2 separate regions of the Gossypium hirsutum genome follow, and region 1 is linked to region 2. A link is a contact called in public Hi-C data. All regions are on one chromosome and are shown on one strand. Each heading gives the region's core, a stretch centred on a gene start, on an enhancer-like site or on the middle of the called end of the contact. The rest is flanking DNA. Distances are from core to core; before and after follow the strand shown.

Evidence for each region. Hi-C and Micro-C count contacts between places; a contact is called where the count stands out from the background.
Region 1: a Hi-C map of leaf shows a contact between it and region 2, with 2.7 times the contacts expected there. The contact joins the promoter of LOC107948222 here to the promoter of LOC107910298 in region 2. A contact is called at or near these places in 8 of 34 Hi-C or Micro-C datasets (callus, hypocotyl, leaf and 1 more).

What each region holds. Positions count from the first base shown.
Region 1 is chrD02:24,804,716-24,809,038 of Gossypium_hirsutum_v2.1, reverse strand. It overlaps LOC107948222 (histone-lysine N-methyltransferase ATXR7), which reads left to right and starts at 2,454. Exons shown (of 20, transcript XM_041088689.1): 1 at 2,454-2,873; 2 at 3,069-3,183; 3 at 3,262-3,721; 4 at 3,802-3,918; 5 at 4,104-4,323. The coding sequence starts at 2,870.
Region 2 is chrD02:24,525,297-24,529,990 of Gossypium_hirsutum_v2.1, reverse strand. LOC107910298 reads left to right here and starts at 1,317. Exons shown (of 5, transcript XM_016838105.2): 1 at 1,317-1,618; 2 at 2,474-2,597; 3 at 2,985-3,081; 4 at 3,358-3,444; 5 at 3,559-3,783. The coding sequence starts at 1,555. The coding sequence ends at 3,693.

The DNA of each region.
Region 1 (4,323 bases), core at 1,205-3,704, 280 kb before region 2:
ATCACATGTCCAATAGCCCGATAAGTAATAAGTCCCTGTTTGAATAAATGAAATTCGAATGATACACGATTTCCCATATTGGTTGTGGTCCTGCATATGTTGCGGACACTCCATAGCTCGAAAGAGCACCCTGTTATAAGCCCTCTTGAGCTTCCCGTTACATGGTTCCAGTTCATGTGAGCATTCCGATCAGTATTGGTCCTGCATGTGTTGCGGACATACTGCAACTCTTTATGAGTGTCCCGATATATGGCTCTTAATGAGCTTCCTGATATGGCTCGCCTGAACTTCCTAATATATGGCTATCCGAAGCTTCCTAATAATAGCTCTTCGGGGTTGCCTGTTAAGCTCACATTAGCTTTCTGTTTTAAACTCTTATGAGTTTCCTGTTATAGACCGGATAAGCTTCTTGTTACATGGCTCACATGAGCTTCCTGTTATATGGCTCACATGAGCTTCCTGTTATATGGCTCGAGAGAGTGCTTCTTGATTTTGTTCTCTAATGAGTACCCCTGAATATGAATTGACGGATTACAGTTTTTTAAACTTTAAGTGTACTACATGCGTGTCCATCGATATTTCAAATAAATTTAACGGGTAAAGTTCCGATATGGGCTAAACTAAACTTGAGACGATTTGTTATGAAATGTACATGTTATATAGAAATATGATAAGAAAAGTATATGGATATGAAAGTTATTATATGATGAGCTCATCCATATTTCTTGACAATTGTGTGAATTACAATGACTAACATGTTTGATAAAGTTGGGTGTTTAGGCTATCAGCCAAATTTCTTGGATGCATTTTGTATGTTTACTTTAGTGAAAATGAATGGTAAGTTAAATTTCCAGTTATACGAACTTACTAAGTATTAAATGCTTACTCGGTTTTTCTTTTCTTTGTTTTATAGTACTCGGAAGCTCATGGAGGTTAGAACTTGGTCGGAGACACATCACACTATCCCTTGGACTTCTTGGTATATAAAGTAAGCTAACTTTTGGTATAATGGCATGTATAAGCTAAGTTAGGCATAATGATGAAATATTTTGGTTGTAACTAGCCATTGGAATGGCTAGTGTAAGACATATTTTGATGAAATTATATAAAGCTTTATCAAGTTTGATGTGTGATAAAATGGTGAGATGATGGGGAGCATACAAACCTATTGATGAATGGTTTTGAATTAGCATAATTGATAAAGTATGCTTATAAGCATAAATGTGTTTTTGGTAAGTTTAAACACTTGCACATAATATGTCATGTATAAAACTTGGTATTGACATTAATTTGAGGGTTATGAATTGGCTTGTGAATTGTTTAGATGATGCTGTAGGTGAAAGGCAAATTGGGTGAGAAAAGTGGCCTGAAAATGACCTATTTTTTGTCCACACGGGCAGAGACATGGACGAGTGTCTCAGTCGTGTGTGACACATGACCATGCGCACGGACGTGTGGTTTAGCCGTGTGTCCCCTGCATTTAATTTTTGAAAATTAATTGTCCACACGGCCTAGCACACGGGTGTGTGGTTGGCTGTGTCACCCAAATTAAAGAGTTACACGGGTATCGACATGGGCTGGGACATGGTCGTGTGTCTCACATCGAATGCACACACGGCCTAGGACATGGGCGTGTCACTTGGCCGTGTGAGCCACACGGCCTGGCCACACGGGCGTGTGTCCCCTGCACCTAAGAAAAATTTTAAAATTTCACGAAAAATTTTATGAGTTCCCGGTTTAGTCCCAACTTGATTTTAACGCACATTTTGGGCCTCGAGGGCCCATTCAAGGGACGATATGATTGAAAATGTTTGGTTTTGGGTATGAATAGTAAGTAACATTAATTTACTGTAATTATTCCATAAACTCCGGTAATGCTCTGTAACCCTGTTTCGGCGACGGATATGAGTTAGAGTGTTACACAAGAGCTCTACTCTAATGATAACAAAAACTTATCAGCCTTACTCGAAAAGGGCTATAATTGAGTAGAACTAGGGCTAGCTCTACCTTTATGAGGGCTACAGCCTGATGGGTAACACTTGGCAACTATTCCCACTTTGGCAATATTAAAGGATTCTCCCTTCATACATTGATGGACTTCAATGGTTCCCTACCATTCATTAAATTTCCCTATAACTCCTCACATACTCCTTTTAACTATAAATAAACCAGAACGTTGAAGGGAAATTCACAACTTCACAAATATTTCGCTTGATCAGTACTTCCATATTTATTTTAAATTTTATTTTTGAGATTTGTAACTATTTCTTTTAATAATTTCAACTCCATAATTGCGTGGATTATTGACTTTTGATGTAATCGTATTGCTTCAAAGTTCATATATCCATTCATCGGCCAAAAGCGAGCCCAATAAATGAGAGGGAGAGGCCTGAAATAAACCCAAGAATAAAAGACGAAGAAAAATGGCTTGAAATTAAAATAGGGAAATAGCAGCCGGCATCTCACACGATTGCGAATGCCACTGCCATATATGAAGAACAATAAATACAAAAAAGCTCAAGGAGCGGAGCGAGTCAGAAGTGAGACTCACTTATGAGAGAGAGAGAGAGAGAGAGAGAGAGAGAGAGAGAGGGAGGTAGAGGGAGGTAGAGGGAGGGAGGGAGAGAGGTGAACTTAATTTTGCTTTCGTCTACTTTGTAATTTTGTAAACCCCAGAAAAGAAAGAAAAAAGAAACTACAATAGGAAGAGGCCAAATTAGTCGTGAATACAAGAGCCGGTGGTTTCCCCTAATTGGGAAAATTTCTTTCTATCGAAATCCGTACTACTCTATTGGATTTGGAACCAACTACCGGCAGAGTTTTGCAGATTACCGTGAGGATTGGATTGCATTGCATTGGATTGGATTGGATGGGTATGCAATAGAGTTTCAACTGTGTATGTATGTGTACGGATAATAGATTACTATGATATATGCCTTTTTCTTTCATCTTGGAAATTTGGGCGCTACTATTCGCAGATGCAACATAATTAGATCAGTTTTCTTTTTTTATTAGGTAATAATACATTTATGAGAATTGAGGTTAGTTAGATTTGAATTTTGATTCAGGTCTGCCCATGGTTTCCTCAACATCCCCTATTGACGAATATGATCACCCTAATTTTTCCAGAAAGCGCCTTAAAGTTTCGGATCTCTCTGCTGATTTTGCATCTTCAAATCGCGGGTATAATTATTAATATACGGTTTTTTGGTTGATGACGCTCTTATTTACATTTTTTTAATCGTATTCATGATTTGACAGTGACGAACAATCTGCAACGGAGATGAGTTGCCAGTCTAATGGAAATAGCAGTGGTATTTCTCAATCTTGTAACGGCGGTGGATCTTCATGCGACAAGAGTTACTCTAGCTATGCGCCATCATCTTCTTCGTATGTGAGTGGATGGATGTATGTCAATGAACACGGCCAGATGTGTGGTCCTTATATCCAGCAGCAGTTATACGAAGGCTTGTCTACTGGTTTCCTGCCGGATGAGCTCCCTGTTTATCCTGTAGTCAATGGGGCTTTGATCAATCCTGTTCCCCTAAAGTACTTTAGGCAGTTCCCTGATCATGTTGCTACTGGGTTTATATATCTCACTTCACCCACAGCTTCCAATTATTTAAAATCTTCATTTACAAATGTCCAACACACTCCTTCCCCTTCGCCTTCTCAATTCAACTGCAATGTAAGTTCCGAAGCATTTAGCTTTGTATTGCAGGTATTATTGTCCCCCCCCCCTCTGGTTTCCCCTTTTTCTCCTAAGGTGCCTTTGGATGATTTTCACCTTTTTTGTTCCAGTCAGGTGAAGATGAATGTTGGTTGTTTGAAGATGATGAGAGTAGGAAACATGGGCCCCATTCTCTTTTACAATTGTATTCCTGGCATCGCTGTGGGTATCTTGCAGATTCCATTATGGTAAGCCGTAAGCCTTGAAATTCTCAAGTCATGATTCATCACTGCAGGAACTGTTCATTTGTATCAACTGTAGGGTCCTATGAACTCTTTCGAAACTTGTGTAGGTATTGTGGCTGGCATGATGTATCTAAGCTTTACTGAGTCTTGCTTCTTATATCCTTTTCTTTTAATTTATTGTCTTGCAGATTTATCATGCTGATGACAGGTTTCGCCCCACCCAATTGCTGTCTGTTTTAAATGCTTGGAAAGGTGGTCAGTGTGTTGCTGAAAATGAACAGGAGTTATCAGTGAACTTCATATCGGCAATTTCTGAAGAAGTTTCTTCTGATCTGCATTCTCGAATTATGAAAGCAGCTCGTAGGGTTATGCTAGATGAAATAATCAGCACTATGATCTCAGAGTTTG
Region 2 (4,694 bases), core at 68-2,567:
TAACTAAATCGTCCCACCCAAAAATAATAACTAATTCTATCAAATTACGAACTTAACTTAAACGCCTAAACAACTAGGGTGGTGTATACTCTACAGACCAAACTACTGAGCTCGCCAAACACAAGATTCCCCAGTTAGCGTATTCATAGAGTCTTATACTTAGTCAAAACTAATACCTTATTCAAAATTTACTTTAAAGACCATATCTCGATAAACAGTAACCGAATACTAGAACTTCATTGGGCGGGCAGTTACATATATAGTGATTAAGGACGCTTCAACAACCAATTCTTCCTTAATCGTAAATAATCGTGGGAACCACCCAACGATTAACCCTTATCGAATGAATAACCCCAAAAGACGCTTCCACGACTTAATCCGTCAGCAGCCTTGCAAACTAGAAGAATCATACTCTTGTTAACAATCTCAACTGCGTGGATCATTTAGATTAGATCACTTAATCCCACGACGTCACCCAACTGCACTACCAATTGAACCACACCAATTTGTTCATCGGTAAAGTAATTCAGCACCAAATTAGTTGTACCAATTGTGTATTGTTCCCAGCACTGTATAAAGGATCCTTCTTGACATGGAGCTAAAAACAATACTATGAGACGATCCTATCTATCTCTTGACCTGGAGAAAAAGCAAATACCTTAACGAGAAGGGTTAAATACGATTTCGGATCTCACAATTCAAATATCGAATTTTGGTTTACCTTTGGTTAGAAATTGATTTAGTTGCTCATAATAAAAGAAAATAACAAAGGAAATATAATTGAATAAAGCTAAAAAAATAAAATAGAAAAAGAAAAGAAAACGGTAGAAAGGCACAACGCCAAATTGAATAAAGCACATAAATATGTCAAGTTGGCACACTATCGATTGTTTAGGTTGATTTAACAATTTTAAGTGGATTCTCTGCCCAAAGCCATTCACTTTGCTCGGTTAAAACCAATTTCCAAGCATACAATGGGAGTTGTATAATATTTTGGTTGAATTAATTTAATTTTAGAACGTTGGATTATATCACACTCACGTGTGTAAAAGTAAAATCTTTTATGTAAAAATATATTTATAAAAATCTTAATAATAAATGTACAAATTTTCGTCAATTCCAGTTTGATTCTTGGACCTCGATTATTTTTTAGTGTTTTAAAATATTTTTAATTTATATAAAAATAAAAAATAAAATATTATTATAATAATATTTATAATTTTTTAAAATATTTTAAATTAAATTTATAATTCTTTCGATTAAATATATTAAATAAATTAATATTAAAATAACTTGTAGCACTGCATGACAGAATTGGAGTATTGGACTACAAATTCTGAACCAGCACAGAAACCCTCATGATGTCCCAGAACTGATAAATATCTATATTTCAGAAATATAAGTAAACAACGGGCGCCATAGAAGAAGTTAGGCCTGGCCCAACAACTTCCACCACAGGGCTTCTCAAAGTCAAAATCAACTTCCCTGCTTTCAATTCTCACCTGCTTCCTTTCCTTTGCATTTCTTTCTCTCTCTCTCTCTCTCTCTTACATTATGACTATCCTCTCTAATTCTTTGGTTTTACCCACAAGTCTTCCATTCCAATTATCTTCTTCTGGTAATATAATTCCTTTTCTTCATCTCTGTTCTTTTTTTCTTCTAATCTTGTTTTTTCTGTTCATTCGTTCTAATCAACTTTATTTTAAATGGAATATGATTCAAATTCTAAGTTCTAATGCATAATAAATTAATACTCTCCTCTTCTTTCTTGCTTAGGCCGTCGGATTTATTGCAGTAGCTGAAAACTTTTAGCTGCATTTAGTTCTACACTAGTCATTTCCATGATTTTTTTGGGTTCAAGACCCTGCTTAATTTTGATTGCCCTAAACTGTACTTGTTTTTTTTTTATTCAGTGAAATAAGATAGTGATGCAGAAAAAAAAATTGAAGGAATATGATCCATCTTCGTTGTATCTGTGGACTTTGATTAAATTTTCAATATTGAAGCTGTGGGAGGGTAGTAGAATAATTACAATAGGCCTTATTCGTTCTTTAAATTTGTTAGCATACTTATAAAATATTTGACTTGGTGTACCCTTAAACCCTGGGGAAATAACCGACTGCAAATGCTGTAAGCTAAAGATGAAAAGATAACGATTGGATTCGCTAAAGGTAATAGCTTGGTTGGAATTGATTGTTTGACATGATGCTCATGATTGTTTGTTTATTTTAGTTCAGCCGTTCAGATCTTTTACAACAAGAATCAGGGTTTTAGTGTTGATTCAGATTTTTAGATCATACCATCATTATCGTCATCATGTTCATGTCCGTTCTTTGAAATCAGAAAATTGGTTGTCTTTGCTCTTTATACAAACGCAAAACTAAACTAATATTAATTCTATTTTCTATTGTATGTCTACACCAAAGCTGTATCATTGTTTTGTTCCTTACTTTTTTTGTGTGTGTGTGTTTAGGCTCACATTTAAAGACAGCAGGGGGTGCTAGTCCCACAAACTTGTCATTCAATTGTAATGGCTTAGGAAAACTGCATCTTTCTTCCTCTAGAAGGCCAGTAGTAACAGTTCAAGCTTCCTACAGGTATCATCACTGATCACGTTCGGAGCACAAGAATGCATAATAGTACGTACAAGTAGTCCTGTAACTGGCACCTACTAATGAAAGCATTATCAACTAAATACTTAGGTTCTATGTTGATCCAACTTTTTATTTTTCTTCAAGTGTATGTTTCAGACACATTTGGATTGGATATGGAGAGATGACACTCCAAAGACCATCCAAATGTATGGAAAAAACTTAGAAAATTTTGAATATACCCATGTCGAACATATACATGTAACCGACATTCATATCTAAGTCTTGAGTAACATACCTTAAGTTTGTATTATGTTGTTTTTAGATGTTCTGTTGTGGGCATTAATATTATAGAAATACTCAGTGGGAGTCTTTCTCTTCTTGTGTCCTTAGTGATGGTGAAAGACCAAGCAGTGCAAGCATCTTTGTTGGAGGTTTTATTTTGGGAGGACTTGTGGTTGGTGCACTTGGATGTGTATTTGCTCCCCAGGTGATATTAGCATTGCAAATGGATGCAAAATTGCACTAAAATATCTCCTTGTTTCTCCATTATGCATATTTGTTATCTGTTCAAGTAAAATAAAACATCTCCATTGATTCATCAATTCGTTCTGATTTTATAGTTTCTGATTTTTCTGTTTAGATGATTCAGACCTGCAGAACTCTGGGAACTATTATTTGTGTTTGGCTTTTTGTATAACCTGCACTATTTATTGTCATGGCTTATATGATGTTGAATTTGGGTTTTCTTGTTATTCTTCAATAGATCAGCAAGGCAGTAGCTGGAGCTGATAGAAAGGATCTAATGAAGAGACTACCTAAATTCATATATGATGAAGAAAAAGCTTTGGAGGTAACTTCCCCCCCTCCCACCTTTTTTGTCTATAATTATTGGCGTCTAAAGGACAAGTGATTACGGATTAAACATGCGTCCTTTAAATGGTAATAAGTGGGGTTTGTGTTGCAGAAAACACGAAAGATACTGACCGAGAAGATTGCTCAGTTGAACTCTGCTATTGATGATGTTTCTGCTCAGCTTCGATCCGAAGATGCTCCGAATGGAGTTGCGGTGAACTCTGATGAAATTGAAACTGCCATATGAATGGGCTACCTTGTTATTATTCAGATGCTGTTTTAACACTTAACTGATATTGTCATCCTCGGTATGAAATAATATGTGAATTTATTGTAATTTTCCTGTTTTCAAGTAAACAGTCTCTGTCTCTTCACTATGTTACGGGGTGGTTGTTGCACAAATGCATACTACTTCACATTAGATATTCAATTTCCTAATATGATCTTCAGTTCTTCACCACCATAAAAGATGATCTCAAACTTACCCACAAAATTGCTTGTTCTCTTACATATACTAAATGAAGCAGGCTTGTTTTTTTTTTTTAAATATAATATTCTTTTATTGTTCCCAACAATTTGTTTGCGGTGTGGTCATTCTGGAAAATTGGAAATAATGCAAGGGCACTAAAGGAAAAAGAACGGATGGAGGAGCTGTGGCTCAAATATATTCATGAGCCGAGTTTAGATCTAAAAACACGTTCTTATCTCATATATTTGGCACAAAATATCCCTTTAGTTCACTGTTAGTAAAACTTCGCTAAAAACACCTTTAAGTCTCTATCAATTGAGAAAATTGGTTTTTTTTAATAATAAATAATTAAGAATAATTAATTCCGATATTAATATTTTCTGTCAATTGTGCTTGATTCTGATTAATATAAAAACAAATTTAGTTTTTGATGTTTACACATCTTGTGTAAATGTTGATAGATTGTGAAAATTTTGCAAGTTAAATTTGATAAATCATGACTAAATTGACAGAACGTGTAAATATTTCAGACTAAATTTATTAAATTAAGAGTAAATTGATGATATGTGTAAATTTTATGAGCTAAATTTATTATTATATCAATAAAAATGTACAATTAACTAAAAACATGATCATTGTGAGTAATTCCCTTAAAAATTACAAAGTTCAAATTGTTGTCAGAAACCAATTTACTTAATATTCAAACCTAAAATTTGTGTAATAACTAGCATTAAAGCCCCCGGTTCATTTGTTTCAGTACTAGAGTTATTCTTCTTTCA